2 separate regions of the Columba livia genome follow, and region 1 is linked to region 2. Evidence: chromatin contacts called from public Hi-C data. All regions are on one chromosome and are shown on one strand. The core of a region is the stretch at or near the end of the contact, and the rest is flanking DNA. Distances in the headings are between cores, read along the strand shown. Region 1 has its middle 68 kb from the start of LRATD2. Region 2 holds the start of WASHC5 (WASH complex subunit 5).

The links. A called contact is a pair of places that touch in the nucleus more often than the background predicts.
Region 1: a Hi-C map of liver shows a contact between it and region 2, with 4 times the contacts expected there. The contact joins the enhancer-like site here to the promoter of WASHC5 in region 2. A contact is called at or near these places in 2 of 2 Hi-C or Micro-C datasets (crop and liver).

What each region holds. Positions count from the first base shown.
Region 1 is chr2:151,302,396-151,307,344 of bColLiv1.pat.W.v2, reverse strand. No RefSeq gene overlaps it. Among named protein-coding and RNA genes, the nearest start is that of LRATD2, 68 kb to the right of the region's middle. Within about 2 kb of position 1,339, at least 1 of the 3 cell types and tissues checked has an H3K27ac peak away from gene starts, as active enhancers do.
Region 2 is chr2:150,658,339-150,663,003 of bColLiv1.pat.W.v2, reverse strand. It overlaps WASHC5 (WASH complex subunit 5), which reads left to right and starts at 2,056. Exons shown (of 29, transcript XM_065054371.1): 1 at 2,056-2,219; 2 at 3,167-3,466. The coding sequence starts at 3,281. It overlaps NSMCE2 (NSE2 (MMS21) homolog, SMC5-SMC6 complex SUMO ligase), which reads right to left and starts at 2,166. Exons shown (of 8, transcript XM_065054385.1): 1 at 1,924-2,166; 2 at 555-613. The coding sequence starts at 2,074.

The DNA of each region.
Region 1 (4,949 bases), core at 90-2,589, 650 kb before region 2:
CCTTACTCAGGGTTTTGACAGAATCTTAGCCCAGGATCCTCAGCCATGGCCCAGATAGAAAAGTTTTCATGGCCAACTTGTCTGTGTAGCTTACCCCTTCCTTTGGGAGCTCCTTAGCAGCCCCACTTCAACTGAAGCTGATTTTCTTCAGGAAGAAACTACAAGGCATATGGTGAGCAAAACAATACAAACAGAAAAGGGCATCCAAGAGTAAGATGACTAAAGTAAAACACAGACAAATAGAAGCAAATGTGAGTAGTAGCTGAGAAGAGTAAGTCTAAGGATAACAGCAGCAAGGCAGTATACTAACAGCTGTACTCCATCCACTCCCATGCTTTTCAGTCTATTTATCTTTTAATAGGTGACATTCCCTGTCATGCCCTTCAAAATTCACAAATTTATTGCTCTTTGCACAGTGTAGCTTCCATCCCCAAAGGCTACATGCCTGACAGGGGAAGAAATGTATGTAAATAAGGTTTTCCCTGTGTTCCCTTTGGCAGGCAGGCAGCTGCACGTCTTCCATTCTGAAATCTGACAGTTATAAACACATTCCAGCTACACTGATGGGATTTGGGGCCAAAACAGTAGCAGTCTAGTGGAGGACACTGAGACACAGCAAGTATGACTACAAAATCATTTGACTTGTGACCAGACAGTTCAGGGCTCAGACCCTGCATAGGTCGGCTGCAAATCCTAGACTCGTGGTGGGGATGGCAGAATTTAAAGTGATCTGCTGCCCTCTAATGGCAAGGATGCTTCTTATCAAAATGTTCTGATGAACACACGAGTTCCCAAACTGCCATCTTCATCACTAACAAGTTCAGTTCAACTGGCATAGTAACATTTTCAAGCATTAGTTTAGTTGGCTCACTTGACTGACAGGACCTTTCTCCCACTGGCTGACATATTTCCATTTATCATTGCGTTTTTTAGAGGCTGAAGCATCTTATGAATTCAAATAATTGAAGTCCTATTAAGCTTCATATGCACTCTGAGGACACGACTACCCTGCCAGCTCTGTCATGCCAGGAATTAGGTCTCTTTGCCCTGGCTGAACTGCATCCTATTCTGCCAGAAATGTCTTCTGGTGCCATGGTCAGAATATGCGTATTTCATCTGTGGTGACCAACATAAGCACTGGGCAGTACAGAACCTGTGCATGCCTTTTGTGTAGATGAATTTGATGAACCACAGATACATTTCTTAAAGTTGCAGAATTTAGTGGAGTTCAGCAAGCAGTTCAGAGTTCCCTGTAATCACTTAACCGTTCAGTTTCTGAAGTCAGATGTTGGATGTCAGCCTCAGAGAGGCACAACAGCTGCCCACTGATCAGGCCAGATTGCCTGTGAAAAATAGAAAATTACAGAGAAAAATCACTATTTAAGTAAATTTAGGCTTTTCCTTCTGTTGCTGCTCCCCCACCCCAAGCTGGTAGTGTTGTCTCCACCAGTTCTCTAACCATCAGGGAATACTGAGAGTTTTATAAGGCACAGGCACACAAAGCAATGCAAGTAGCTGCAAGTTTCCATGCATTTCCTGTGCCATGGTTGAACAGAAGCTAACTGCAAACAGGATGCCTTTTGTTCACATGGTGTTGTATTAATAAGCCCTGGAAGAGCTGTGGAAGAATCATAAGATGCTGAGTGTCTGGGTGATAACATAACATACGTAATTCAGTTTAGATAATTCCAAAGCAATGAACGTAAATAAAAACAAATACAACTCTATCAAGATCCAATGATAGTCTCTAAATCAGATTTTACCACTCAGAAAAGTGATCTTGTATTGATTGTTCATGCAATGATTCTGGAAAGGGTAAATTGAATCACCAAAGAATGAGCAGATTAAACAAAACATCATTACCACATTATGTTCAAATCCTTTGGTGTGTTTAGAGCTGTCTATATCTCTGGTAATCACAGCTCAACACAGACAGTAAAACCAGAAAGCACGCAGAGAAGCATGACAGAGATGTTCAACAGCATAGGATAGTTTCCACACAAGAAACAATTAAATAGTCAAAGGTGCACAGAATCATGGAGGACGTGGAGAGAACAGTTGAGAGAGACTACCTGGTGGTTTTAATAGCACAAGAACTAGGGACACGAAATGCTTTTTAAGCCACAGGTTTAAAAACAGAAAATGATCCTTTTTCTCACACTCCCCACCCTGCATTAAATGCTGAAATTAATTGCCACAGGATTTTTTCAGTTAACGATGAGCTAAACCCATGCTTGAAAGATGGATCCATCAAGCATGATAGACTTATGAGTTCAGAGATTTCCTGCTACCCATGGCTGGAAGCTGGGAGGAGGAAGAGAAAGGTTGTTCATGGAGGCAAAGAAAAGGAAAGGTAGACAGAAGTTTGATTTAGATCTTCCATCATTGTCTGCCTTAGTACTGCTGAACATGAGAAAAAGAGTATGTGAGAGAGTGACTGAAGCAATAATGAAGGTAGGTCTCCACTGTGGTTTAATCAGATAATTAACTCTTTCCCTGAGGAAAGAGACAGGAAAAGCAGATGCACATGTGGTGCTTATTTTGGCAGGTACCAATAATATAAAAACTTGGCATTGCTCAAAATGCTCTGTGTTGAAGCCCTTTCCTAGAATATAATAGCATTAATATTCAAGCATTAATACAGTTTAAAAATAGGAGACGTTAGTTCTTCTTATCTGGCATCCAAATGTTGCTTTTTCTTCCCAGCTGTTTTTGAATTGTGTCTAGTGACCTCTCTTCAGCTTCTGTTTCTGAGATATATAATCGGTTTGGATTTGAGGGTATCAAGACTGGGCAGACCTACTGTTTTCTTCAGCTTATTCCAGTGGCAAATCTTCTTCATTATTAAAATCACAGGTCTAATTACCATCTGAATTCATCTTGGTTATACACTCAACCATGAGTCCTTCCATTCCTTTTTTTTTTACAAAAACATCTTCCTAACCTGGTGCTTTTCTCCTCTGAAAGTTGATTACACACTCTAACCATGTCTCTTGTGGTGGTACTACACAGTCCACGTGTAGAGCCATGGACAGAAAGGTCTATGAATTGCAACATCTCTCCCTTCCTCTTGGCTGTGCCTCAGTTGACCTGTTCCCCTGATTGAGCCCTTTCGAAGGATGCTCTGCTACGACTCTTTGGATAAACTAAGTAAAGAAAGCTCTTCAAGTGTGTCAAGAAGAGCACCATTCTTTAGCCTTTGAATAACATTTATGTTTCTTTGCTACCTTGTCTCACTTGATACTATTTTTAAAACTCTGACAATTAAAATGAGTGCAGGAACCCTGTAGCAATACCAGAGGCAAAATACCTCTTCTCCTGTTCTAGTATTTTTATACTGGACTGTTCCATTAGGACTTCATGCCTGATTTCTTGACCAACGCCCACTCTTTCTTCCTCATTTTTTTCCAGAATGCCTGTTGTGGAGGATGTGGTTCCTATTTGGTAACTCTGACCTAAATATCCTGCTCCTAAATGTCACAAATACTGGGAAAGCCAGTTACTGCACAGTAGGTCCATCAGCTCCACAACTTCTGAAAAATTCAGTATACAGACTGGAAAGTATCCCAGAAAATAGGTTAATTTTGGATAGTCTGAGTCTTGGTGTACTCCCTTGGGATATACATTTAACCTCTGACCCAAATGAAGTCTGTGAAGGGACCATAGACAAAAGCAATGCTCTAGTTCCTGTTCCATGTACTTTACATCCCAAATGAATATCTTGTATCTGCAGGAGCCAGAAATTACAATTCAGAGAGTCAGAGAGAGAAGAAGCCACAGTGAAGTTCTTGGTGACATGAAGGAGCATCTTCCTAAGAGGATCACTTAGAGGAAAACACAACTGAAGTGCTAGTGCGCTTTGAAGAGCTTCTGTCCCAGGCTAAGCACTTTTATTGCATTGAACCGCTGTTGCAGAAAGAACATCTTAAGCTGTTAGAGCAGAGAAAAGCTTCATTATGGCTCCACACCCTCAGGCATGTGAAAATCAAGTGCTTCAACACCTTCCAGGATTAGGCTGATAAAGATTAGAAGAAAATGCATTCTGGAGCAATGAGCTATCAAAAGACTGGATAAATAATTTAGACAGAGGCATTTCTTGGTGTGGTTGAACATATTTCTAGAGACTGGATACTTATCTCCTCTTTGCTGTTACACACTTACACAAGCAGTTAGTATTTAAAGAGGTAAAAATCCCTGCATGGTTCCACTGCATAATAGCATGTCAGAGTGCTTTTCAGGATCTCTGCTTAGAGGCTCTTATACAAGACATAGTCTGAAATACAGAAACAGCTGCCTTAGTCTGCTTTGCAGTCACATCTGGATCCATCAAATACATGTGTCTTACCAAAATATTTTACCAAGACTCACATTCAGGAGTTCACTATAACTCCCAATAAAGAAGAGGTTGGGTTTGTGAGAAGAAGAAGGGGGAAAATAAGACAAGGAGCCAACAGCCTCCTCTTTACATGGACAATTAAGGTTCAACCAGAGAAATCCCTCAAAGACTGGAGGAGTTTGGTCCCTCTGAAGTTATTACACTAATCATGAGAAGGAACTGGCAGAAGCGAAGTTGCAGAAAGTTATTATAAAGACTTTCCATTCTGGAAAGTCCTGCAGATCTGAGTAGGGATGAAACCAATAGCTTGCCAAAAACAAAATAATTAATGAGATCCCTCCCATCATGCAAATGAAAAGAAACAGAGTGCTCAGCCTTCTGCACAGTGATCCCAATGCTGTTTCAGAAAGGGATGTTTCAAGGTGCTGCTTCACACAACATCCTTGAAGTCTCCTAGATACTTCAGTGGAACCTCCCTCCCACTAAAAATCTCCTCAAAATTAATTCAAAACTCTATGCCAGAACAAAACTGTGTCATCCTTTGCTATATTCTGCAGCACTTTCCTCTAAAGCATGTACTGAAGACTGCTTTCTGAAGAACGTAATTTCTGCC
Region 2 (4,665 bases), core at 807-3,306:
AAAATGTGCTTGGCCACTCAAGACTATCATTTATTATGCTGTTTTTACATCATGGTCTTCCAACAGCATTTTAACAACAGTGATGTTTCAAGTTCACTACAACTTGAACTTTGGAATGACAGATATTGCTTTCCTCTCTATCCCCTTCTAAAGGTGCATCTTGCCACAGAGGAGGCAGCAGCCTTTAACAACAGCTCCTTATGTCAGCTCATGCTCTCCCCAACAAAAACCAGTGATTGCTGTCTTTAAAGGCCTTTAGAGGCTGCCAGACTAATAGAAGACAAGAAAAAGGTTCCTTACACAACTTCTTGAAAGTAAAGGAAAATCATGCTTTTAAACAATCAATGCTTTCAGCTGTTATTTAACTTTTCTTTCTTAAAAACACCTGTTTGCCATCTTAGTAAGACTGTGTAGAACCTCTGTGATCCAAATATACACTACTAAATAGTCACATAAAATCATGTTAGCAGCTTTATCTTCCTAGGCCCATTCAGTGTATCAAAGTTAACAGTGAGAACCTAATTCCCTTCTTGAACTTGGTAAATCTCACTCACTGAGAAAGCCTGCTGTTCTTTTGGAAATATCACAGATACGCACTGTGAAAGGCGGGAATCTGCAAAAAACAACAGTGAAAAGTTAAAAAGGCTTTTTCATTCTCTTGACATTTGTGGAAGCACTGAGCAAACTACACAGGAACAGAAGTTACTATTTACAACATTATATCATACCATTTCATTGGTAGTTTCATCTCAAATAGTCTTTCGGAATGTAAACTAAGTACTCTTGGACAAATTTTCCGTATTTTTTTAAATAAAAGATTATTTTTCTTAGAAACTGTTTATGATCACTCTTGAGTTTTCTAAATGAAATCTTCAGCTTGTAGCTGTCCATTCTGCATTCAGAGGAAAAGCCACATTCCCCACTGGAAATGGTTTCACAGCAGTGTTTTTAAGGTACTTTTTTTGGCTAGGAAGGTCATAAATGGGTGCATGAAAGAAGCACCTAAAATTTGCAACTCCTCCACTCCAACCCCTGGAATTCTAGAAAACACAACCAGCAAAATAATAGTTGAAAAGAAGACCAAGTGAGACTACCGAAGCAGGTTTGTTTTTTTTCCAACAGTAAGTGATCAAATGGTCCAGACAGGATTACCAAACAGCAAACTCAAATTATAGCTTCTGCCATTTATTTTAAAGATTTGAGCAAACGATCTAATTTCTCTATGCTTTAATATCCCAAACGATGAAGCAGAGATTAAAAAAAGCTACTTCTGTAACACAAAATCTATAGGTGACAAGTGCTTACACACTCCCAGGATTAGTGTTTACCTCCTGAAGCCACTGGTGACCAACAGGGAGACATTCTCCCCTGCCACAAGGCCCGGGGGCAGAGCCCACCAAGCACACTGAATGTCAGGGCCTGGAAGGGACCTCAAAGGATCATCCAGTCCAATCCCCCCACCAGAGCAGGAACACTTAGATGAGGCTACACAGGAAGGCATCCAGGTGGGTTTTGAATGTCTCCAGAGAAGGAGACTCCACAACCTCCCTGGGCAGCCTGTTCCAGTGTCTGTCACCCTCACTGAGAAGAAGTTTCTTCTCATATTTAAGTAGAACCTCCTGTGTTCCAGTTTGAACCCGCTGCCCCTTGTCCTATCATTGGTTGTCACCAAGAAGAGCCTGGCTCCATCCTCGTGACACTCACCCTTTACATATTTATAAACATTAATAAGGTCACCCCTCAGCCTCCTCCAAGCTAAAGAGAGCCAGCTCCCTCAGCCTTTCGAGCAGGAAGCTCCTTGTCACCCATGCACGGAGCGCACCGGCCCCGCAGCCCCTCCCCGCTCCCTCGGCCAGGACAGCGCTGCCCTCACCCCGCCACAGAGCAGCGAGGGCAGCCGCCCCGCCAGCGGCTGTTGCTCACCTGGTCCCGGCCGCCGAGGCCTGAGGGGCTCTTGCTCCAGGGGTGGCCCCCGCACCGACCGTCTGTGCGGCAGAGGCCCGGGAGAGACGGTCCAGGCGGGCAGCGGAACCGCCTCATCAACCGGCGCCTCTGCACATGACGGCGCCGTCATGTGATGGGAGGGCTCGGCCGCGCCGCACGGAGGGGCCGCCGCCTCCCTCCTTCACCCGCTGCCCGCGCCTCACCTGCCGCCGCAGCCGACGGAGCGGAGCACCCTCCTCGCTGCCGCCACTCACCGCACCGGCGGCGGGTGAAGGGTGAGCGGGGCTGGCACCGGCGGGGGGGCCGCTGGGTGAGGAGAGGCGGCGGGAGCGGGGGTTGAAGCCGCCGCCGCTCCGAGGCGGTTGGCGGTTGGTCTCGCGCCGCGGCCGTTGCCCCGAGGCGGGTTCAAACCGTGAGGGAGCGCGGGAGGCGGTGCCACGACCCGCGGTGGCGGGGAAGGGCGGGGGGCGGTTTGAAAGCTCGGTGCGGCGGCTGCGGGGCCCTGCGGAGGAGCCTCCTCAGCGGCGGTGGCGCCCTGCGCCGCGCTGACGGGAAGGCCGGACTCCTGGTCCTGGTTGTGGGGCGGGAAAGGCGCTGTCGTCTGCAGTTTGTCTCGGAAAGTTGTTGCTGAAAAGGAAAGCCAGCTCATAAGCTCCTATATAAGTGTTTCTAAATGTAAAAGCTTAATTTTAGCGGTGCTGCGTGCTGTGTCTTGCAGGAAACGTGTTAAATAAAATTGACCGTGAAATGCAAACATAATGCAGAAGCCAACCCTTCAGCGATAAATAAAGGAATGAAACTGGATTGTTTCCATTTGCTATAGAAGTTTTCCTTGTTATTAAAGCCTGCTACAGACAATTTGGTTGTATTTTTTCAGTGACTATTATAAAGACATCTTTTAAAATGTTTTTGCTTTCCTTGCATTCACTTCCTTGCAAAGTCTCAATTGCTGCAGTGTTTGAGATCATTTCATTCCTCAATGGTTGTTTTTGACTTATTTTGTACAAAAGGTTGTGCTTCCCTTGCCGGGTCACAGAGGTGACTGACTCATGCTGTATGTGCTGATGATGAATTCCATGCATTTTTTTCATTTTACAAAGCTGCGGATAATTTAGATTGCATAAATTGAAATATTTGACAGTATGCTTAAAAATCCGCAGATATTCAACTATCACAAATGCAAATATGAACCACTTTGAAGGTGTGTGGTTTTGTTTTTCAGGTTATTAATGGAGCAGCTAGTTTCCTCATCAGACTTTCTTCTTCCGATAACCTCAAGACTAACGATCAGAATCTGACTGCAGGACTGTGCCGCGCTGCCACGGCCCGCTCCACAATGGTCGATTTTCTAGCTGAAAACAATCTCTGTGGTCAGGCAATTCTTCGGATTGTCTCCTGTGGAAATGCCATCATTGCTGAACTTCTGAGACTTTCTGAATTTATTCCTGGTGTATTCAGGCTAAAGGACAAAGCTGATCAACAGAAATATGGGGATATCATATTTGATTTCAGTTATTTTAAGGTAAGTCCTTTTATTGTTAAGCTTCTCCTGAAAGCATTGCTGTCCTGCATGAGGATGCTTCAGGTTACGAAATAGCCTTTCCTGATTATTGTGTTTATTCATAGCGTGCTTCAGAGTTGACTATCATGACTTACTACTTAGTTTTTACCAAAAATTCACCAAATTGAGATAGCAGTTGGGATATGCTTGCATGCCAATCGTCCGTTTCTGGGCTATCTTGTACTTTATATATATTGGATTATATTCAGCCTTATCTTACACATTTTAGTGGGCAGAAACAGTTTAGGAAAGGTTCTGTACTTAGGTCCCTTGGCAGGATATAAGTATAACCGGTACATGCACTGAGAGTATCAGGACATGAAGAAGGAGGCAGTTTTAAGTGCATCCATACAAGAGCAATCCTGGCTGCGCATTTCTAAATGTTTGATGAGTCATTTGGCCTGTGAACTTTGATGGATATTGATTATATAAGACTTGAGTATTGGATTCTGTTTGTTTGTTGGTTTTGTTTATTATTATTAGTATTATTAGTATTTGCAGAAGCTTTAGATTATACATTCACCAACAGGTTCTGAGCCTGTGCAGTTGGTTGGTTTCCTCTGGAGCAGTACACCCATCTTCGTTTGGTTTTCTGTAGCTTATTCTTTGCAGCCATGAAATCTACTTTCTGCTTTCCTGTTTGACAGTACCGTGATTGTTCATTCACTGGAGTTGTCACATGTGCTGAATAAACAAATCAGAGATTAGTGTCCATGAAAAGCACTTACTTCTCTTACAAAATTCAGCTTTTTGAAGTACCTCTTTTCCTATGACATTCCCCAGCATGATTAAGAAAGAATTATAGAGAGTATCTAATCTGACTTTGTCTGGATTGTACGATGTAAGAAGTGCTAATAATAAAGCAATAGGGGGATTTGTTTGTTAGTTTAGTTTAGTAAGAGTTGTAAATTTCAAGCACTAACTGTGAACCTTATACAATGAAAATGCTCAACACAAAGAATTTCCCAGATACCTTTAGATCTAAGTGCTTGTTAGAAGTTTGTTGGTTTTTTTTTTACACAAATGGCTTGAAAATTTAAAAGCAGGTGGTTAGAATTGGTGAGAAACACAAGTGTCCTTGAAACTGTAAGATTTTTGAATGCTAAGGAAGCACAACAGTGCTGCTGCTTTTCAGAGTAATCACCCAAAAATCCATAAAG